Linked DNA regions of Mus musculus: region 2 is linked to region 1. A link is a contact called in public Hi-C data. All regions are on one chromosome and are shown on one strand. The core of a region is the stretch at or near the end of the contact, and the rest is flanking DNA. Distances in the headings are between cores, read along the strand shown.

Region 1 (4,425 bases), core at 500-2,999:
TCAGCCCTGGCTGCATGTTACATCACCCTGGGCCTGCCACCTCAAAGCGACTCCTCCAAACAATCAAATCTGCATTTCTGCTCAGGAATTAGGGGTCAGAGTTTTTACAGCTCTTTCAGGTAATTCCAACTTGCAGCCAAGGTTGATGGTCACCAGGACACGACCCACTACCCCAGTTCTTTCCAGATCCATTGGGGATCAAGTTTCTGTAGGTAAACATACTTCAGAGGTTCCCAGAAAAGAGCTTTGTGCCAAGCTGTCCCTGAAGGGCTCCAGCAGGCCAGAGCATGGCAAACATGACACTGTCCCTGCCTTTCCTTCCCCCTTACTAAATACCTTTAGCGACATAGCCACCTAGGTCTATTTCCTTATTTGGTCACTTCCCATCCATTACCAGCCCTAATTAACATGCCCAATTAAAATCAAACATCTCCTTCTCGCTCCAGGGTTTCCCCCTGTTCCCTTATCAACTACCTTTTGCCTATCAGCCATGTCTGCCTTCTTTCTCCAGAGACACTTTTGTCTCTCCCAGGGTAAATACCCCTCCCTCTCTTCCTTGCCCCTTCTCTTCTCCCTCATCCTCTATCTGCCAGTCTTTGTCTCTTATTCCCTGCCCTTTGTCCTTCTGTGACAAATAAATCTCCTTTTACTGAGAACTTGGTCTTGGTGTGTCCTGTTAGATTGTCCTTTTCAGTCACCTCGTTCTACATTCAGACTCATTTGTCCACTACCCCTCCCTCCCCCCCCCCCCACGCAGTGACCCTGCACTTGCCTTTCACAAAGTCGTTTGTCTTGACATCTCAGGTAGGTTGAGGAAGAATGCCTCATGCACGTCTTAAGGCAGGCGTAGCTCTGCTCCGTTGTCCATGCTCAGGACAGTCTAAGGGAAATCATACAGAATGAGTACCACATAAATAATGTCTAGCCAGTTCAGCCACCAGTCCCAGGAGAAGACACCCATCAGTTCTCCTGACCTGAGGGCAAGCTGCCTAGAGCCACACAGGTGTGGCTCTTGATTCCTTATGTTCATCAGAAGCTGCCCCTGGCCCTATTTCTTCTTGACATTTGGGCCTCAGCACATAGGGCACATGCAAGTCAGTGGGCAGTCAGCTAGGGCTCCTCAGCTTAGCACCAGTCTGTGTAGTGTTCAAGTTGGCCATGGTGTTAGCTCTTCCCCCAACTCTCCTATGGTACTAATTGCCCTCCATATCTCTTTCACAACAAATACCTCTCTGGTGTGACTGCCTCTGCCTCCAACTCACAGGGGTGACTCATTTATTTAATAGGATGCCAAGCAACTTCGATGAGCTGCCTGCCTGCCTACAATAGGTGGCTGCAGGGTTCTCGGAGGACATGCCCCCTGCACAGCTTGTCCTCCATGTTAAGTCGCTCATCCCATGCCAGAAGCACCAGGTCTGAGACTCCAAGAAATGCAAGCTGGAGCTGGTAACCAGGAGGCAAGGGGACCCAGCACTTTGCTTCTAACTAGTTTCTCCTTCCCCATTCCTGTACTGGGGAGAGGGGAGGATCTTATTGCAGCAGGGCCAGGTGCCCGGATCAGCTGATCAGCGCAGGGTGCCTTCAGAGCTCAAAAGCAAGAAGCTTTGTGACTAAGGAAGCCATTTGGGGAGGGGCAATCGTAGTTTTACCTACCTGGGAAGATGCTGGTGGAATGCCAGACAGGCACCTCCTAGGGACAGAGGAAGGGCACCAGAGGCTAAATGTAGCGGAAAAGCAAGGTTAGTGAATTTAATGAGGTGATCTTAGGCAGCTTAATTCTCGAGATAGCCTGGGGCTAGAGGAGGAGCCCTGCTCAGGAAGTCTGAGAGTTAGATGTAGTCCACTAATTAGATCTCACAAAGCCTTTGGTTTGTGTGTGTGTGTGTGTGTGTGTGTGTATGTTTTAGTCATGTTTGCACGGGCTGCCAGGTGGGTGGGAGGCTTTTTGGATGGGGGTTTCTCTAATCTCTCCTTTTTGCAATCCTGCCTTCCTCCCTACCTGCCCTGAAAGAGGCTCTCTACCACCCACACTCACTCCAGCTACATTTCTACAATCGGTACACAAACCAAGCTACCACGCCCACACTTCTGGGTTGGTGAAATACAGGGCTGAGAATGATGCCAGAGACATCGTTCACAGGGGCTCCACATGCCCTTGGACTCTGCTGAGACTGAGCAGCCGAGATAGTGCCCAGACAGTCCCCTCTCCCTTACCAAACCACCTCCCCCATTGTGATGACCAGGGCGCCTCGCTGCACCTATGGGCTATAAGCTCTCAATCAGTGACTGAGGTTCACCTTGCTCGACTAAACCCAAAGAGAAGGAAGGGGAGCTCCCAGGAGGCAGGTGGCCCATCAGCAAGTCATGAAGGTCTCAGTTTCTCCACCTGTAAAGTGGCTGGCAGAAGAGGCCATGGCTGGAAGGATGCAGAATGGGAGCTTTGCTTTGACCTTGCTAGGAAGGCTGTGGATGTCATGTCTGGGCTCTGAGGACAGTAGAAGCCACTGAATGCCTACATAATTAAGAACAGCCAGCAATTAAGAACAGCAATAGGAAGGACATCTTTGGACCTGGAGGCAGGAGCTGAATGCCTGCTCCCAGGAGATGACCCACCTGTGGAGAGCCTGCTCCCCCCAGTGGAAGGAGGCTGCTATGGCCAGCTAGAGGCCTGCACCCTGTGAAGAAGGCAGAGGAAGGCAAGTCTGTCCTTTCTCTCCCATCGAAGAGCTGGCACACTTAAAACGGAAAGCAGACCCAGCCCAATCAGACCTGATGGTTCTGTTCAAACCATCTACAGTTTGGCATTAAGGCAAAATCTGTGCCTGGCCACTCACGTTTCAGTTTCCTTCTCTGTGAAAGAGACAGCAGCTAATCTCAGCTCTATCATGGAGCTGAGCTCATGGAGTGGACTGCCCTATTCGTCCTCGTGGCTAGACCCCAAAGATTCCTTGGCCTCCTGGAAGGTTCTGGCCACTCCACAGCCTCCAGGTAAGCCCGGCTGCTGGAGAGACTCTCCTCTTGGTAGGGAATAAGAAATAAATGTTTAACGAGGCAGATGAGAGGGCATATCACTATGAGTACCAGGCTGAGTAGCAGCAGTCCAGCTCCAAAGTGGCTCACTTCACCCGGTTACCTCCCCCACACCCATGGCATCCCACCCTTAGATGCCTTCCTGTCTTTGATCAGCCTGCACTTCTAGCGAAGAAATGGCAGCAGGGTTGGGGGAATGTACATGGAGAAAAACGAGCGTGTTGTGTGTGTGTTAAAGTTTTAATGCCCCTACAGGGTTCTAGGGAAATGTCCCCAGAAGGATAAACATGCTCTGAGTCTCCTCCCCTCACAGCCTACTGTGAACCAAGTTACAAATGTTGGAAACCTGGACTGGCTCTCTCCATCCTCACTCTGAGGTCACCTTGCCTTGCCTCCCATCCTGCGGTGGTGTACAGGATCCCCGCTGCTGTCAAAGTGTGGAGCCATCTGGGATTTGGCCCAGTGACCACTCTAAGGTGGCAAACCATGAACAGCAGACCCCAGGATGTCTGGACTTCCTTTCCCCCATGGTCCTATGAAATAATCCTATTAGTATTAGGAATCTCTAGCATCTTCTGGGTCATTACTACATCGTTGAAGTCCATCTGTATACCCACATGTCTAATCCAATCAACAACCCAAGAAGATAAGTGTTAGCAGTTTCCTAGCATTTACAGATTAGGACACTAAGGCCCAGAAGAGTTATGTTACTTACCCAGTGTCTCCCAACATGGCTCTAAACTCAGGCAGCACAGCTACAGAGTCCACGTATGTGCACTCGACACTAAATGGTGGCTTATGAAGACTCCCGATCCCCTTTCTGATTTGAGAGTTTATATGCTAGGCACTGTTCTGAGCTCGGTCTGCCTCTTGTAGAATGCTCCCAACAGCACTGTGAGGCAAACACACACTCTCCTCCGAATTACATGTAGAAAGAAGAAGGCTCAGAGAGATGAGATAAGTTACCCAAAGTCACAGAGATAGTGAGAAGCCAACTGGATCCAAAGTCAAATAGGATCTGATATCTATATGCCTTTGGGTCACATGGCAGCTGCCTGTGTCCTGCCCAGAGACATTGAGTGAGTGCCTCCTTCTCCCATGCTAAAAAATGAATAGAGAGAACCAGTGATAGTCCCTTCTGCCTGTGTCCCTGGTCTGATCCTGAGAAAAAGGACAACACTAGCAATCTCTGTACTCTGCTTTTGGGGCAGAGCATTCTGTTGTCTGTTGTTCTCACGGCACATTCTCACTGGTGTGCCCTGCTGGCCTCTTCCCTAGCTCCAGTGTAAGGCAAGGATGTACAGCAGGCCCAGTGTGATGTGACACATGGCCAAGAATGGCGATGTATTTATTAAATGAAACCGACAACTTTCATTAACCCAAGTAGACATTATT
Region 2 (4,281 bases), core at 1,052-3,551, 310 kb after region 1:
TGAACTCGGGACCTTCGGAAGAGCAGTTGGAGCTCTTAACCACTGAGCCATCTCGCCAGCCCAACAAAGGCAATTCTTAAAGTCACTTCGTCCACTTCCTGTGCCCATGTTGCAGTCACTGCTCTCACCTGCACTTCCAGCATAAGAGCCTCTTTTCTGTTCCAGACTAGAACACCCATCCTTCTCGAGCTGGCTCCTTCTCAGTCATCAGGTCTCGCTCTGATTGTGTGTGGCCTTCATTTGCACAGCCCGGGCAGCTCTCTGCCCAGGGCCACTCAGACACTGTTCACTTGTTTGCTGTCTGTCTTCCCCTCAAAACCCAAAGACAATTGACACATGCTGTTTGGACTCACCTACTAGAACATCTGGATAGAGCAGAACTTCAAGTGTTAAGTGAACAAGAATGCCCTGGGCCTTTCCAATGGCCGATGTCAGAGCCAGGCCTCCACCCCCCAAGTCTGCCTGAACCCACATTTACTCCTTACCCTCAGTAAGCTGTGATATCCTATAACCAGGTCTAAGGCTAGAAAGGGAACCTCCATCCTGATGGATGCAGAGGGGCTGCTGTGGCTGTACAGAGGAACGATGCTATTAGGGATTAACTCTGGGACATGGCCTAAGCAAGCCTAGTTCCCAAGCCCATGCTCCCTCCTTGGGCCACTGGTGTAAGGAACCATGAGGGACTAACTCTAGGCTACTTACTTTGGTGAGCTGAGAATCTGGAGGGAAAAAAATGGGAGAGGAGACTGCATACTCTCAGGTTTGCATAAGAGGAAAACATCACCAGTCATGGAAGAAATACCAAAAGAAATCCATCAAACATGATTGATGCTGAGTCCAGGACAGCAGCCTGCTTAGAAAAGGCTGAGAAGAGCCAGGGATCAGCAAAACAAAAACAAACAAACAGAAAAAAAAGATACAACAGTGTATTGGGCACAGAGGACTAAAGTTGCAGGAATTTCACTTTAAGGTCCATGGGATAGGCCACAGTGAGCTGTAATTCAGAAGCTGAGAACAGAGAAGCATGGGGGACTGGGGGGGGGGGGTGGTCAGGGCAGGGGTGGAGGCAGGGGCGGGCGTCACACAGGCTCTAGGTAGGTCCTGACTAGGATGCCTGGTGCTGGAGAGCTAATAGTCAGAATACTTTGGTAACACTGACACCTTGTGGCTATGGAATGCCTGTCCCAAAGGGAAAAAAAAAAAAGGAATCTGTGGATACTTCAGTTATTCTCCTTGTACTGCTGAAATATGCTAAAATTTATGTCAGTGCTAATAATAATTTTGGCAAGCCCTTATAGTAAACATGCCTTCTAATGTTCATTTTTCTGTAAATAAGTCAAGCCTCTGGGTAATGGGCAACCTGACTTTGTAACTTCAAGTTGCTGGACTCCCAGCTGCCTTAACCAAAGGTCAGTCAAACAGCCAGGCAACGCTGACCACTTTAAATGTTCCAGGGGATGGCATGAAGAAACTATACAACAATTACAGCTAATTGTCTGGTTCCTGATGGGCAGCCCCAGCTAGCTTTGGCTATTTCAAATAGTTTATGACTAGATTTTTTTTTTCTATTACATTGCTGAACTCTAGAGGACTTGGCAATCATTTACCCACAGGCCAGAGGCCACAGGTCACTAATTCTAATGACCTAGCAAAAGGACTACTTGTGCATGTGAAGTGTGCTGTGATTTTTTTTTCCCCCAATTCCCTCTCTGGCTGTGAGCAGTACTCAGTTCACTCAAGTAAACTGAGAAATGATTGCCAGCTCCTGAAGGTGCAGCTCCAGCCACAACCGGTTCAAACAGTTTGTATCCGAGTTCCTGCCATCACAACCCTCAGTAGGCTGTGATATTCTGTAACCAGGTCTATTCGGGCTAGAGAGAACAATTATCCTGATGGATGCTGAGGGGCTGCTGTGACTGGTACAGGAGGAACAATGCCTCAATTCATGGGGACACAAACGTTCATTTGCATGATCCCCTCCTTGGCTCTATAAGCAGATAGGCTAGGAGACATTCTTCTGCCCAATTATTCCCAACAAATGTCCTCTCGTAAGTGGTCTTTTCTTGCCTACTTTTGTTAATGGAGCAGAGATGGAAACACAAAGAAAAAGCAACAGGCACAGCACAGTGGCCAGGGTGGCAGCAGCCAGACAGTTCACGAGTGGACAGAGCAAAGGAGGGGGAGAGAAGCGAGAAGAGAGACGGGGACTGGAGAGGCAACTCAGTGGTTAACAACACTGGCTGCTCCTCTACAGGATTAGGGTTTGTTCCCAGCTCCCACGTGATCCCTACAACTATCTGTAATTCCAGTTCCAAGAAATCTAATGTCCTCTGCTGGCCTCCAAAGGCACTGACCACACATGGTACTTAGACACACATGCAAACAAACACCCACATATGTAAAATACAAATTTTTTTTTTTTTAAGAAGGGAGAAGACAAGAAGGGGCAGAGGTGAAAAGGGATAAAAGACTAATAAGGAGACAGATAGGAGGAACTACGGGCTCTGTTCGCTAGAAGAGCTCCTGGAAACCATGAACTCATTAAAATCAACATTATCAGACACCCTAAGACAAAAGCTGCAACACTGGCTAGTATCAAATGCTATGGAATACTGACTTACACAAGAACTCTAACACTCTGAGCTAAGGGTCTTGATATCTGAGGCCTGAACAAGGACTGGATGGAACACTGTGTCTGCATGCTTGAATGCCTGCCGGCTGCATGGTTGCTACCACAACTGTCAAGCACTGGGAGATAGACAAGCTGTCAAAGACCAGCACATGAAGAGCTTCTCCTTAACCGCCTATGACGTGATTGCCTGTCTTCCTACATGTAGTAAAGGGGATTACACCTAGGGCCTCAGACCCGTGCAAGCACTCCACTGTTAAGCCACAACCTTAGTGTTCTTTCACTTTTTATTTTCAGACAGCATCTCACTAAATTGTTCAGGCCAGTCCTGAACTCCCTCTATGGCCCACACATTTGAGCCTTTTGCTTCACCTTTCCAGGAGCTAGGACTACAGGCCTATGCCCAAAGCTGAACTCTTATCCAAAGTTTCCATTCAGGTAGGAGGACCCACAGCATTTGTCTCTCTGTCTCTTCACAATAACTCACAGCCCTCTTGCCCTGCCCTAAACATGCCTAAGGTCAGAGATAGCATCTTACTGGACTCTGAAGCAACGGTACTTAGCACTGAGGCCAGCACACCAAAATAATCATAGTAACTACTACTAAATAGATGCTGACTGCTTCTGAATAATGCACAAATATATTCTTGAATTTCACCTATGCAGTACCTATGAGAACTTCAAATGCAAACCACAAATTTATTTCAATACCAGCTGAAGGTTTTTGGAAAGGCCAAGAATGAGAAATAATGGCAGGCATCCCCAGCAAACAGTGTCTTTTAAAGACTAATATCTTTCTAACTATAATGTCCATATGACTTGTACGGAAGTCCAGCTAGCACAAGGGCTGAGTTCTGTAGTCTGCAATAGAGTCTGGAATTCTGTGCCTGAGAAGCACCTAGGTGGTGCTCACAGTACCACTCCACAGACCACATTCTGAATGGCAAAAACCTGGAAAACAGACTGGGAAGCGATGACCAGCGGGTTCTATTTGACTTACCACCTGAGTGAACACCCAGCAAGCTGGAAGTGATACATTCATTATTAGAGGTGTGGAGAAAGAAAAACAAAGAGGAGGAAACCACTCATGCCTCACAAAGCCTAGGATATTTACTTTGGTTCTTTATAGAATGAATCTGCCAACTTATTATTTATAAAGTCACCCATGGGCAGGATAAATAAGTCAATAAGGGAGAAGCACAGTTCAGGCCCTGAATCCAACTGTTGTGACTTCCAAATCTCCATGCTAGGACTAGATAGGGAAGGCAAGCCCACAAAACAAAGTCCATCTGCTAAGGAGACAGGGAGAGAAGAGCTCCCATCCCAGGTAGGTTTGGGTGATCATGGGGAAAGGGTTATGGAGACACGTGGGACTGGGTCAGGAGGAGCCCTCACCAACTGCCACTTTCAATACTCATCTTGTGCAGTGTCGCAGAAGTACTGTGGTGGGGTGGAGGGTAGGGGGTGGGAGGAAGACTTTGTGAATGCACCAGGGGTGATCTCAGCACAGGACCTTGTGGGCTCTGGCTAGGGATGGGGATGTCAGTGGAAGAGCTGGGAGGAGACAAGTGGAATGACAGTAAGCAATGGCCTAGGTGGCTTTAGGTCAGGTAGTTCTGGCTACAGTGCCTTCTGTCATGCTGCTGCCCCGC

What was found. A called contact is a pair of places that touch in the nucleus more often than the background predicts.
Region 2: a Hi-C map of cerebral cortex shows a contact between it and region 1, with 4 times the contacts expected there. The contact joins two enhancer-like sites. A contact is called at or near these places in 5 of 39 promoter capture datasets (the HPC-7 cell line, embryonic stem cells, liver and 2 more), 2 of 15 datasets of contacts at CTCF or cohesin (the G1E-ER4 cell line and embryonic stem cells), 81 of 484 Hi-C or Micro-C datasets (the Ba/F3 cell line, DN3 thymocytes, ECoMG-derived neutrophils and 38 more), 3 of 115 datasets of contacts at active chromatin or transcription factors (bone marrow-derived dendritic cells, embryonic stem cells and kidney) and 1 of 9 other capture datasets (adipose tissue).

The regions. Positions count from the first base shown.
Region 1 is chr9:34,859,347-34,863,771 of GRCm38.p6, forward strand. All of the region lies in intron 1 of Kirrel3 (kirre like nephrin family adhesion molecule 3), which reads left to right. It overlaps Gm45955 (a long non-coding RNA gene), which reads right to left. Exons shown (of 4, transcript XR_003948314.1): 3 at 1,654-2,512; 4 at 755-880. Among named protein-coding and RNA genes, the nearest start is that of Gm33561, 6.4 kb to the left of the region's middle. Within about 2 kb of position 1,750, at least 8 of the 459 cell types and tissues checked have an H3K27ac peak or open chromatin away from gene starts, as enhancers often do. A contact at or near this core is called in cerebral cortex, where this site is marked.
Region 2 is chr9:35,165,205-35,169,485 of GRCm38.p6, forward strand. The region is part of intron 2 of Dcps (decapping enzyme, scavenger); the gene reads right to left. Among named protein-coding and RNA genes, the nearest start is that of Dcps, 8.6 kb to the right of the region's middle. Within about 2 kb of position 2,302, at least 52 of the 459 cell types and tissues checked have an H3K27ac peak or open chromatin away from gene starts, as enhancers often do. A contact at or near this core is called in cerebral cortex, where this site is marked.